2 separate regions of the Mus musculus genome follow, and region 2 is linked to region 1. Evidence: chromatin contacts called from public HiCAR-type data. All regions are on one chromosome and are shown on one strand. The core of a region is the stretch at or near the end of the contact, and the rest is flanking DNA. Distances in the headings are between cores, read along the strand shown. Region 1 holds the start of Tpm1 (tropomyosin 1, alpha). Region 2 holds the start of B230323A14Rik (RIKEN cDNA B230323A14 gene).

Region 1 (5,981 bases), core at 422-2,921:
GACCCTCACAACCCTGTCTCAGCTGGCCATCAGGAAGGTTCTCCCCTCCTGAAGCCTCACTGAACTGGAAAAGATCAGGCATCTCTCCTCCTTGGGGACTGGCTTGAGGTAAACTTAAAGCGATACGGAGGGACAATCCTCTTGTCTTCAGTGCTGAGCTGGCTGGCCCCTTTCCCTCTGCAGAGATCAGGCTACAGATAGAACCATTTCCTTAGCTAATTTGTACCATGTTTTCAGCACCAGCATCCAAATGCCTTACAGAGAGAGACAACTCCCTGTAAGGATCCAAGCAAGGAAACTGGACTAACAAGATGGCTCAGCAGGTAAAGGAGCTTGCTATCAAGCACAAAGACCTGTGTTGGATTCTTTTTTTTTTTTTTTTTTTTTTTTTTTTTTTTTTTTTTTTTTTTTTTTTTAGATTTATTTATTTATTATATGCAAGTACACTGTAGCTGTCTTCAGACACTCCAGAAGAGGGCATCAGATCTCATTACGGGTGGTTGTGAGCCACCATGTGGTTGCTGGGATTTGAACTTCGGACCTTTGGAAGAGCAGTCGGGTGCTCTTACCCACTGAGCCATCTCACCAGCCCCCTGTGTTGGATTCTTAAAGAGTTGCTCTCTGACCTCTACAGTCCACCAAAGCACGAATGCACCTCCATGACCCCGCCCCCCAAATAAGTAACCGACTCTAGTAAAACATGCAAATGAATAAATGGAGGGAAGCTACAGCATTGAAGCTGTTACAAATCACAGCTGCCGATGACTAAAGACCAGACACACACACACACACACACACACACTCACACTCACACCACTGACTCCCACAGGGAAGAAAAACGCCTAGACCGCTACACACTGACACACTCCCTCTGCCCTTTCCAAAGCACAGCGCAGGCACTTTTGGGCCTTAAGTCCCTAAAGTATTTTACTACCCACCCCCAGTTTGGTGAAAAGACTCGAGACTGCCTGTGTGTCACTATGTCCACTATCAGGGGCAGAGAGACAGGGTCTCAGGAATGGCCCTCAAACCTTCCTCCACCTCTATTTCTCTGCTCTGGTTGAAATGTCCAGACCGTGAGAGCCCAGGACGACAACTGGTGAGTGGGCTGAGTGCTGCCACAAGGACCCAGCTGGGTACCGAGAGCTCCCAGGCCCAGAGGGGAGGGGCAGTGGCCGTGACTGGCAGCCCCCGGACCTTACAATGAGCAGCACCCCAGGACCTGGAGGCAGAGTGAGCCGGTGCGCACACACCACCTGCCCTATTCCGGGTGGTTCCGGGCAGGCTCTTCTGGGGACCTTGACCGCCAGACGATGGCTCTGAGAGGTGGCTAGAGACTCTCGCCCAGTGCCGGGCTCCTCTCCAGCGAGGTCCCGGCGCTCTTTCCCAGGCGTGCAGGTTTAGAAATAGGACGGCCTCGCCCGGCCGCGGCCTCGGAGGCTCGGGTCCCCATATATAGTCATATCCACCGTCAACTGGGAGGCCGGCAGGCGGCAGCGAATGGGCGTGCGGGCCCCCGCGGGAGGAGCGAGGAGGGGGCACGGGGCGGAGGCAGGAGACTGGGAAAGGGGGAAGGAGGAACAAGCTTTTCCAAAAAAGTATTGGCTGTCCTAAGGAATGCGGTCGCCCCCCTGGGAAAGTACATATCAGGGAGCAGCAGGCAGCTCCGCGCTCGCACTCCGGCTCTGCTACCCCACCGCGCTCGCGTCTCCTCTCGCTCCGCTGCCTAAGGGCCCCTCGCCACCGCCACCATGGACGCCATCAAGAAGAAGATGCAGATGCTGAAGCTCGACAAAGAGAACGCCTTGGATCGAGCTGAGCAAGCGGAGGCTGATAAGAAGGCGGCGGAAGACCGGAGCAAGCAGGTCTGCATTTATCCCCAACCTCCAATGCCCCAGCTTAGCGTGGGTCGCTCAGCCCCGGGACCCGAACTGGCTCCCTTTCCTCATCCCATCCCCAGCCAGGGTGTCCAGGGGCGCACGTTTAAAAAAGAAAAGGAGAAGCGCGAGAGTTAGACTGATTCTAACTTTTCTGTCTCGTCCGAGGACGCTCGTGGCCCTTCTCTGACTCCCACGGTCTGCGAGGTCCACTGAGCTTCTTCCCTAGAGAGGCTCTTGACTCTTAGGGTTGGGAATCAGTTTTGAAAGAGGAAGAGAGAAAGGATACAAGTTCCCGGGTTGCCTGGAGGGAAGGGTGGGGGAGCGGAGCAAGGCTCAAGTCCTAAGGTGTCCGAAGTTCTTTGGACTTTTTGGTTGGGGAGAAAGATCCCTCAACACGGGATGAAGACTTTGAAGGGAAGAGGAGGGAGTCACTGAATTATTTCCTAAGAACAAAGATGGGACAGAATGGGAGACACACGGAAAGCTAGCCAAACAAGGACATGTTTCGGCAGTCCCTCAAATTGAGAACCTGAGCTTGCTGTCCTCGGCCGGCCGGAGCGTGTGGTCCCGGGTTGGGGGGTGGTGTGCGAGATGAGTCACTGAGTGAGATCTCTGGGAGAGATATCTTAGGGTCCCTTGAGCCCCAAAGCAGCGATCCCTTAGCCCCAGGGCTCCAGCCAACCTGGCACCCATTTGTTATGTGTCTCCCACCCGGTCCATGCCGGCCGCCCGCGCCCGCTCGCCGCTACCCCAGCTCGAGGAGGACATCGCAGCGAAAGAGAAGCTGCTGCGGGCGTCGGAGGACGAGCGGGACCGGGTGCTAGAGGAGCTGCACAAGGCGGAGGACAGCCTCCTGGCTGCCGACGAGACCGCCGCCAAGGTACCCCGGGCGCGCGGCGAGGCACTGCACACGAATGGCTAACTCTTTCTCTTTCTCTCTCCCTCCCTGTCTTTCCCTCTCTCTCTCTCTCCCGCTGTCCCTGTCCTTTATGGTCTATGCACCCTCAACCCGCACCTTGCGGGATCACGCTGCCTGCCGCACCCCACCCCCTCCCCCTTCCCCCCTCCCCGTACTCCACTGCCAACTCCCAGCTGGAAGATGAGCTGGTGTCACTGCAAAAGAAACTCAAGGGCACTGAAGATGAACTGGACAAATACTCCGAGGCTCTCAAAGATGCCCAGGAGAAACTGGAGCTGGCGGAGAAAAAGGCCACAGATGTAAGTGCACGCTCACACTGCCTCCCTCACCTCCTGTCCGTGTGGCCACTCTGGGGGGCGGGGGGCCACCACAGGGGCTGCAGAGCAAAGGAAGAGGGCGAACCTCCTCCTGCAGGGACACCTGCACACAGCCTGGCCGTGGCCCAGAGCACTGGATGCCGCCTCTACTGCTGCTCACGTTTCATTTTTATTCCGTCCTTTCCCTTTTTCTCTTTTTCCTCTTCTTTACCTCCTCCCCTTTGGTTGGAGGTGGGTGGGTACGAAGCTGGGAGCTGAAAAGGGTGAAGCTGGAGGTGAACTTCGCCTCCTGCTGGTATAAAACCTCTGAGGTGTATGTCATCACCAAGGTCTGTGCAAAACAGAATACCTAGTGTTTGCCGCGCCCCCAGCCCCCGGTGGTTTTCGCTGATGGACCTAGTCTGAGTAAGTCCACAGAGCCTGGCCTTTAAATGGACTCATCCTTTTACTTCAGACGCTAAATTTGAGGGCTACTGTGACACTTTGAGGCTCTTTTTCTCACTAGACAAGCCTTAAGACCTGCCCAGGGAAGGTGATACTTGCTTGGGTCTGCAGTCTGAAGCACTAGATCCAGAAAGTACGCAGGGAGTTATATATAGCTCAGTGCTTTATATGGCATAGCGAGCTGGCTGCCCCCTGCCCGCCCCGCCCCCACCTGTCAGCCCTCTGACAACCACCACAGACGTGCTTCCAGGGGGGTGATAGACACAGTTCCAGTTCTGCTAAGCACCCTCTCCACCCTAGAGCTAGCCACTTCTGTCTAGAAAGTCAAGCTGACGGTCAGTTTCCCAATGCACTGACTTTTCGCACCACTACATTCCACTGGAGAAGCCAATTAAGCCTAGAGGCTCAATTAGAAAAGAATTCCTTGAGAAACTGATAACAATTCCAAGAATGTGTGAGCAGCACAGAAAGCTACACCCAGAGGCTAGACCCCCAAGTTCAACCGCAGTTTGTAATTTTTGGTCGGTTTATCTATTTCTGTTTATCTATTTATTTATTTTGGAGAATGTGTAATGCAGATTACCCAAGGATTTTGAAGTCTGAACAAGCCTTTGTATCATGAAAGGCTAGAGATTTATCTAGTGTTCTTGGTAGTGGTCCACCAGACAACCAACACTGGGATCAGACAAAAAGAAACATTTTAGTTTTCTGGAAAGGGGGTCTTGGGGGAAACACTGGTTTAGCTAAAACTCATGCTAAAACCTACCTGGTAAAAAAACAACAAAAAGCCTTCACAACTCTGAGCCTGTTTTGTATAATGTGGGTCAGATGTCTCCTTTGTATGTGCTCCATGGAGGATGCCCAGTCACCCCCAAAATCTCCTGCAGGACGTTTATTTAGGTTTTTCAAAAGAGCCGCTGATAGATCAAGGAGAGATATTCCATATAAGGAAAGGAATTCAGAGAATTTGCAAATAGCCCCAGTACCAATGGAAGCAGGAGGGGGAAAAAACACTACTATAATTCTTAAGGGGGAGAGATAATAATTGCTGTAACTATGTAGTGGTAATCATGTCTTTAATAAGAAATGGGGGGGGGGAGCACTGGAATGGGGTGGGGCAGAAGTAGAAAAGAGGCTATTTAAAGTCGTCTGTGGGGGTGGAGCCAGGAGGGGAGGGAGGTTCTTAGAGCCAGTTTTGGTTCTTTCTATGATCTGGAAAGCTGTCTCTAAATATGGTGTGAGCGTGTATCTCTCTCTCTTTTGGTTAGTGTATTGATCATCTTCCTCTTTAAAATACTGTAAGTTCTGCTGGAGACTCGGGATGTTGAAGGAAGTTTATGAAGTTTTGTTTTGTTTTTGTTATATTTAGAGAGATCCTGACTCACTTGAAATAGCTAAGACTTGAGGGAGAGACAGGTGTCACCAGAGGAAAGAGGCGGGCTGGAGAGAAGGCAGCCAGCCTCCTTGCCGTGGGGACAGTCTACTATCTAGTGTTAAAAATATAATTTTTGATTATTACTAAAAACATTGTCTCAATTTGCCAACCTACTTTTAGAAACTATAGTCCAGAAGTGTCTCCCCCACCCCCACCCTTAGTTTAAAAGGCTGCCTGTCACTTGGGGGCTAATACTCCCAGAAATCTGTTTTGTATTTTTACTGTTGTTTCCCCCCACCCCCCACCTAAATGAGGCTGAGTTCTGTTAAGACTCGATTATCTTGGCTCTTTCCCCCAAATAACTGTGATGTAGCTGATTGTTTACAGGATGTGAGTCTTCTTCCCTCTAGGTTTTTTCCTTATGTAGTGACTCAGGCTTATCTAAACTCAGGTTTTCCCTTGAGTGAGTCACACCAGGATCTCTTCAGATGCGACCTAGCTACAGTGTTTCTTAAACAACCAAGGGATTCTAACCGGTAGCTAAACAACCCATAGCTCTTCTTTAAGGACATCGGCATGAAAATAATCTCTCCAGAAACTGACATCCTAGGAGGAGTTGAAAAGGAAGACATTAAATTATTAGGGTGACTGCTTACTGCACCGGCAAGTGGCCAGTCTGTTCCCTAGACTGCTCTTGGAGGATTGCAGATGCCCTGTCTGGGCATCCTCAAGGTTGGAGGCAGATGATCTGTGAGCTCTTGGAAGGATCTGTACCCACCAATGCTTGCAGACAGACTGCTTAGAAACCAAGCAAGAGGCTCCACCTACCGGATGTGAGGGACCTAGCTGGAGTTCGCAGGCTTTGCTTCCTCAGCACAGACCAGAGTCGACTAGGAATTCCAGAGGTGTTCCAGCTTTGGAAGACAGGCTAGGCAGGGTTTTTGTTTGTTTGTTTTGGTTTGGTTTTGGTTTTTTTTTTTTTTCTTTTCTTTTTCTACCTTCGTTTTCATTCTCCACTCCCACACATTTAAACAAGGCTAGGATTG
Region 2 (6,417 bases), core at 3,498-5,997, 2.7 Mb before region 1:
TTTCTCCCCCCACTAAAATTGCTTGCTCCCTGTAAAGAACCATTCTTAGGACTGGGGGTGGTGCAGTAGGAGGAGCGCCCAACTTTAGCTACTATTTGTTTTATGCTTGGGTTAAAGGGAAAACCAGACCTCTGGCACTCTACACCTTGGAGCAGTTACTGGGGATAACTGGGTAAGATGTCCAGGGCGTGGTCGCTCAACTCATTTCCCCTCCTGGCCCAAACAGGGAAGAGTGACACAGCCAGAGGTCTCAGTTTCCTGGTGGGAAAATTTTCTTTGTGGGCACTAAGGGATTGGAGGGACACCCCTTATCTGTTGGGATCTGAGTTTACTGTGGGAGTTGGGCGACTATTGGAGTCTAATCTTTGGAACCAGGGAGACTAAAGTAGTAAATGGAAGGAGCGGGATTGTCAAAGGTTTGACTTCCGCCTTCCTGTTCTGAGTTAAGGTTCTAAGCCCATGTGGCAGTCACCAATGGATGAAATGGTTCGCAAATTCCCTACCAGGCATCTTCCCTGCTACTGTGTAAAAGTGTGCCCCTATGATGACAGAGCCCTGAGGCCGCTGTCAGAGACGTTAGGTTGAAGATTGATACCAGCCACAGTTGGCGGTTGGCACAAGAGCGAACCGTGTGTTGTCAACTCAGTCTTCCTTCCTGAGGCAGGGTCGTCGGGCAGGTTCAAAATCCCACGGAAGTCGCTAGCGAAAAGCGAAGGTGGATGCTTCTTGTGTCTCGCGCGAGTCTCTGGGGCCCTAAAACCTGCAAGGAGTGCTTGCTGTCCGGTCCAAGAGACCCGACAAGCCAATAAGCCTGAGGTCCAGAACTGGAAAGCGAGGCAAAGTCGTGCGGGGAGAGGGTGGTGGTGAATGAGGTGTGTGTTGGGGGGTGGGGGTGGGGTTTACAGTTGCCCAGGACAAACAGCCTGCTACATTCAGCACGGTATTTTTTTTTTTTTTAATTGTCCACTGACAGGCTGAAGAAGTTTGTTTAGTACTGAATACCCCGGGAACAAAATCCTTTTGAAAGGAGAGCTAAGTCGTTTCACGCCACCAAAGTGCGGATTTGGGCAAGAATGACTGATGGGACAAAGAGACGCGGTGCATTAGCGCGGGTTTCTCAGAGCGAGCACGGCGAGCAGTAGCAGCAAATAACTATCCGAGGCGACCAGGAATGGTGGGGCGCGTCATAGAAGACCCTCAAGACCCTTAAAACCTAGCTCCCGCTGCACGCCAGTACTCAGTCCTCCCTGCTGCCCCACTATGAGCCCAAGTCGCCGATAGGCGAACAGTAGGTAGTGCAAGAGAGAAGCGAGGGACAGTGGTAATATAGGAAAGTGGGGGGATAAGCGGGAGAATCTGACTGCAGGACCGCGGGGGCAAAGCCCGGCTCAGCCTTGTCGCTGCAGGTTGCATGTGGTTCACATTCCGAGTAGGGGCGACGGGTATTGTTTTTGGCGTTTGGGAAACTTTCAGAAGCTGCTGGGTATGTTCCTGCCACCTCCCATCCGGTTTGGTAAATATTAACAAACTGGACGTGGTTGTTTTCTGGATTGTGTTTGTTGGGTTGGAGGGAGGGAATGGCTAAGGGGAGGGTTCTCCTCTCCACACACACACACACACACACACACACACCTGCTTAACAACACAAGGAATCAAAATCAATATTGTTTTTGTCACCCCTCTGTCTCCTTTTCACTCCCTCGGCAGCTCGGGTGCCACTGAAGCGAATTGTGGATTTATGGAGGGAAATTAGCATAAATTATTGCAAAATCTGCAGCCGTGTGTGGTCCAGCTTATGGGAAAAGAGGCTCTAGCAAACTTTCAGTAGAGAAAGGTGGTAGGCGGTGGGCTTGACGAGTCGATGAACGGTCCGTGCTGGAGGGGATCACCATTTGGTTGGCACATGGGGTATAATTGACTTGTGTGTGTTTTATATAGTTTTCCCAACAACCCCTTAAGCCCCCCGGTCGGATGTTGCCCCCTCCCACCTCCACCAAGCTTCTATTGGCTTTGGGTTTTGTACAAAAGACTGACGCACTTTTTCAAGATTTCTGGAAAGCATTCAGTCTCTTTATAATACCATCCTTAAAATGCTGTAAACAGCTTGCAACTCCACCCTCCCTCTCTAGGGCTTTGAAGACCTCTGACAGGAACTGAGGTAGAACTTTGCAGCAATGCCCGGGAGTTAAATGTGCCTCTACAGCTCCATTCCCCTCACAAGCAAACTTAAGTGATTAAGTTCTGTTTACTTGATTAACCCTAAACATGGGCAGTGAGCCTCAGCTTCCTTCTCAAAAGTAATGAGACTGAAAATTCGGCAAACATCAATTCCTACATGTAATACTGCATGGACACAGTGGTGACAACTTTCCCCAGGGAAATGAACAAAGATTTATTCCAAGTTAAAGTGATTGTTTTGGGTTTGTCCGTGTCCCCCCCCCCCCCGTGAACGTTTTCACTTTTAGAATTTAGTTAATCTTCTGTTTGCTCTGAGCAGTGATTTCGACAACCACACAAAGACCCCTTTTGCAGGACAACAAAATGTCAATTGTTAAACCTTACGCTATTCCTCACCCAGACCGGGTAGAAAAGTATCTTACTGGTTGCCATTGGGGGTAGGGCTGGGGGGGGGGGAGGTAGGGACGATGGTCTTTTACCATCTGGGATGCAATCACCATAAATATTTTATCCATCTTTGCATTTCGGTATGAACCCCTGCACATGTTTGCTAAAGGGAATCTGTAAAATACTCAAGGGCTTCCAAGCCGGCACCTTTCCACCCAGGAGCAATCCTACCTTGGCTTAAAGCCGCGATTGCTTTAGTGCCTCCGAAGCTCTATCTAGAGCAAGCAAGGCAAGGAACCAGAACTCCATCCCACTTCAAACACCCCTCGGGTTCCCCACCCCTTTGCGCTCCCAGCTCCTCCCACTGCAGGCCCTGGAGCCTAACCCGGGCACGCGCAGAAACACCACCAAACCTTAGTTTGTTGTTGTAGCGCGCGCAGCTCAGTCCAGTAGGGCTGCCTCTGGCCCAAACTGGGCCTAGGGTCCAACTGATTTAATCTTTGGAGAAGGGAGATCCACATATCTGCCCTGTTCTAGCCTTGCCCCCAGAGACGGGTCAATGCTTCTACCCCCACCCCCCTGCTCGCACCTCCTCCCTCCTCCTGGTTATTTTTTCCCCCGAATTAAGAAGGTGACTTGAGTCTTCCCTTCAAGCACTCTGTTAATATTGAAAAACGTGCGCTTGCATCTAAAGCGCAGCAGCCCAGGCGCCAGAGCCATTTCAATATTAATGAAATTGTTTAATCTCCTAAATTCGTCGTGTTTAAGTTACGTTTTGGTGAGTTATTGACCGGCTTCGAAACTGTGGTTAATGAAGTTATGTGAGTAGGGATGTGTGTGTGTGTGTGTGTGTGTGTGTGTGTGTGTGTGTGTGTGTGTGTATGTGTGTGTGTGCGCGCGCTCGGAAGCTGAAAGGTTTTCTTGCTATTCACAGACTAATGCTCTACTGTCACTCAAAGTGTAACAAACGTCACACTACAACTATCAGTCTGCTCCTATGGGGGAGGGGGAGGAAGAAAGAAAAAAGGAAAAAGAGGTTTTCGGAGTTTAAAGACAGTTCTGTTAGGCTGTAGGTATTAAGTATTTAACCTAGTGGCATGGGGTTCTTTTTAAAACCACAAAGGCCCCCGGAAAGCGCTGAAAAGCGTGGAACTCCTGGCTTGTACTCATTGCGTGCAAGCCGAAGGGTTGAGTCGCGGTTTATTCCCTAACAGTTTGATGAAGACGGCGACGACGAAGAAGAAGATGATGATGATAATGATACTAATGATTCATTTAATCCTCACAAGGCAAATATGAACTCGAAGGAGCCCGCTATTCTCTCCAGGCCTGGTGCCACGTGCCCCCCCCCCCCCCAAAAAAAAAACCTCGCTGGTCTCAGCAGGCACTGTTTGTCTTTTCATGGAGTTCTAAACTCTAAAGAAACTATTCCCATGTAAAAAGGGGGAGGGGTCTGCAAAATGCTGACCCGCTAACTTCCAAGAAACCTCAGACTTCGCAAGCACCTGGAAAAAGGAGACCCGGAAGCCATAGCGTACATTGGACAAACTCCCGCCCTCCCCAGGCCCACACGCTGCCTTGCCTCAATTTACCCTGAACGTCCTTGTGCCCATTAAATCTCTGAAAAACGTATTAAAGCAGAACCTAATACATTCATCCATTCTTTTCAAAGAACAAAAAACAAAAAACAAAAACCCCAAACTTACCTTGGCCTGGAGAGATGGCTCAGCCGTTAAAGGCTAGGCTCACAACCAATATATATATATTGAATATATATATATTCAAAACGGACTTATCCACCCAGCTGTCCAAATATATCTATCTATATGCGTCTATTAACTTTACCACCTTTTTAAAGCGACAGACAAATTTCTACCTGCCTCTTGCAGGACTGGGGGTGGGATTGCGAGGTAGGTTTCCATTTGAACAACCCATCCAATCAACCCCGCGCAGTGGCAACCAAAGTAGAAAGGTCGCCCTTCAGGAGAAAGCCTGTGCTATAAGTTAGCTAACAATACAAACCCGACACAAAGCAAAGGAAACAGAATACCCCAGCCGAGCAATTTCCATGTCAAACACCACCGGCGCGGCAGATAGCTCAGAGTGAGTGGTCACCTGCCAGCCGGCTCCGCGCGCTGCTCCGCTCATACCTTCCCATTGCGCACACCGGTAGGCGCTGCCCGCTCCCCGCGGGCGGCAGAGGCTCTTCCCGGTCTCCCAGTCTTCGGCTGGAAGTGATTCCTATTGGCCAAGGTGTCCATGTAAATAGGTGTGAAAGAAACCAGCGCTGGCCAGGCTCTCTCTCCTCTCCCTCAGTCCCCTCCCTCTGCAGCCCCCGCTCCCCCTCCTTTTCCTCCTCCTCCCAAGGCGATTGTCATACGATAGCTAAGAAGTGGCACATTAATGAAGCGCCGCTACAGGGGTCTTTTCTGCTCCTGTCACCGCTTAAAACTATCAGATGGTTCGAGGGTGGACATGGAGGCAGCCACCTAGCTCAGCGGAACCACGAACACCACAGCAGCGTCCTCTGGATCCCTGAGGCGGCGTCTGCCACTGTCCTCACGGGCACTCCGCAGCCGAGTTCGGTCTCCCAGCAGGGCGCACGACCCACGAGCGCGCTGCGCAGCCCGCGGAGAGGAGCTCTACCGGGCTGAGTCCAAGCCTAGCTGGCAGCGAGTCTCACTGCTCCCCGACGCTGCGCTCCGGTCGCGCGCAGGGAGGGACTCGGCCACCAGCCACGCCATCCCGGATGCGGACCGGCAACTTGGAACAACTTTAAGGTGAGCATCTATCTCTCTGTCCCCTCCCCTGAATCCAGGTCCTACCTACTTTCCTGCAAACCTCTCTGCTGCTCTCGGTCTTCCCCTCTCCACTTCCCCTAGCTGAGTCTTACCCAGTTTGGTGCGCAAAGTTGCTGGCACCCGAATCCCCTCTTCCCCACCCCCTATATCTGTGACTCGGCCTGAGTGACCTCGCCAGTGTCTCTGCACCTATGCTGCCCTTCTCCATCACCTCCCCCCTTCTCAGATTCGACCAGTCCTCCGGGCCGCGCGGACCCTGAGCAAGTGGCCAAGCAAGAAGATGCCTCGGCCGGGCCGCAACACGTACAGCGACCAGAAGCCGCCCTACTCATACATCTCGCTGACCGCCATGGCCATCCAGAGCTCTCCGGAGAAGATGCTGCCGCTCAGCGAGATCTACAAGTTCATCATGGACCGCTTCCCCTACTACCGGGAGAACACGCAGCGCTGGCAGAACAGCCTGCGCCACAATCTCTCCTTCAACGATTGCTTCATCAAGATCCCGAGGCGGCCAGACCAGCCGGGCAAGGGCAGCTTCTGGGCGCTGCATCCCAGCTGCGGGGACATGTTCGAGAACGGGAGCTTCCTGCGGCGTCGCAAGCGCTTCAAGGTGCTCAAGTCAGACCACCTGGCGCCCAGCAAGCCGGCGGACGCCGCGCAGTACCTCCAGCAGCAGGCTAAGCTGCGGCTCAGCGCGCTGGCCGCCTCGGGCACGCATCTGCCGCAGATGCCGGCCGCTGCGTACAACCTGGGCGGTGTGGCGCAGCCTTCCGGCTTCAAGCATCCCTTTGCTATCGAGAACATCATCGCTAGGGAGTACAAGATGCCTGGGGGGCTGGCCTTCTCTGCCATGCAGCCGGTTCCGGCTGCCTATCCTCTCCCTAACCAGTTAACTACCATGGGCAGCTCTCTGGGCACTGGATGGCCACATGTGTACGGTTCCGCGGGTATGATCGACTCAGCCACCCCCATCTCCATGACTAGTGGCGACTACAGCGCCTATGGAGTGCCGCTGAAGCCGCTGTGCCACGCCGCGGGCCAGACGTTGCCC

Evidence for each region. HiCAR-type assays count read pairs that join an accessible place to other places.
Region 2: a contact with region 1 is called in a HiCAR-type map of astrocytes, with 4 times the contacts expected there. The contact joins the promoter of B230323A14Rik here to the promoter of Tpm1 in region 1. A contact is called at or near these places in 1 of 484 Hi-C or Micro-C datasets (embryonic stem cells) and 1 of 115 datasets of contacts at active chromatin or transcription factors (astrocytes).

The regions. Positions count from the first base shown.
Region 1 is chr9:67,044,903-67,050,883 of GRCm38.p6, reverse strand. Tpm1 (tropomyosin 1, alpha) reads left to right here and starts at 1,671. Exons shown (of 10, transcript NM_001164248.1): 1 at 1,671-1,865; 2 at 2,973-3,098. The coding sequence starts at 1,752.
Region 2 is chr9:69,759,476-69,765,892 of GRCm38.p6, reverse strand. It overlaps B230323A14Rik (RIKEN cDNA B230323A14 gene), which reads right to left and starts at 4,747. Exons shown (of 5, transcript NR_040765.1): 1 at 4,681-4,747. It overlaps Foxb1 (forkhead box B1), which reads left to right and starts at 4,953. Exons shown (of 2, transcript NM_022378.3): 1 at 4,953-5,345; 2 at 5,593-6,417. The coding sequence starts at 5,647.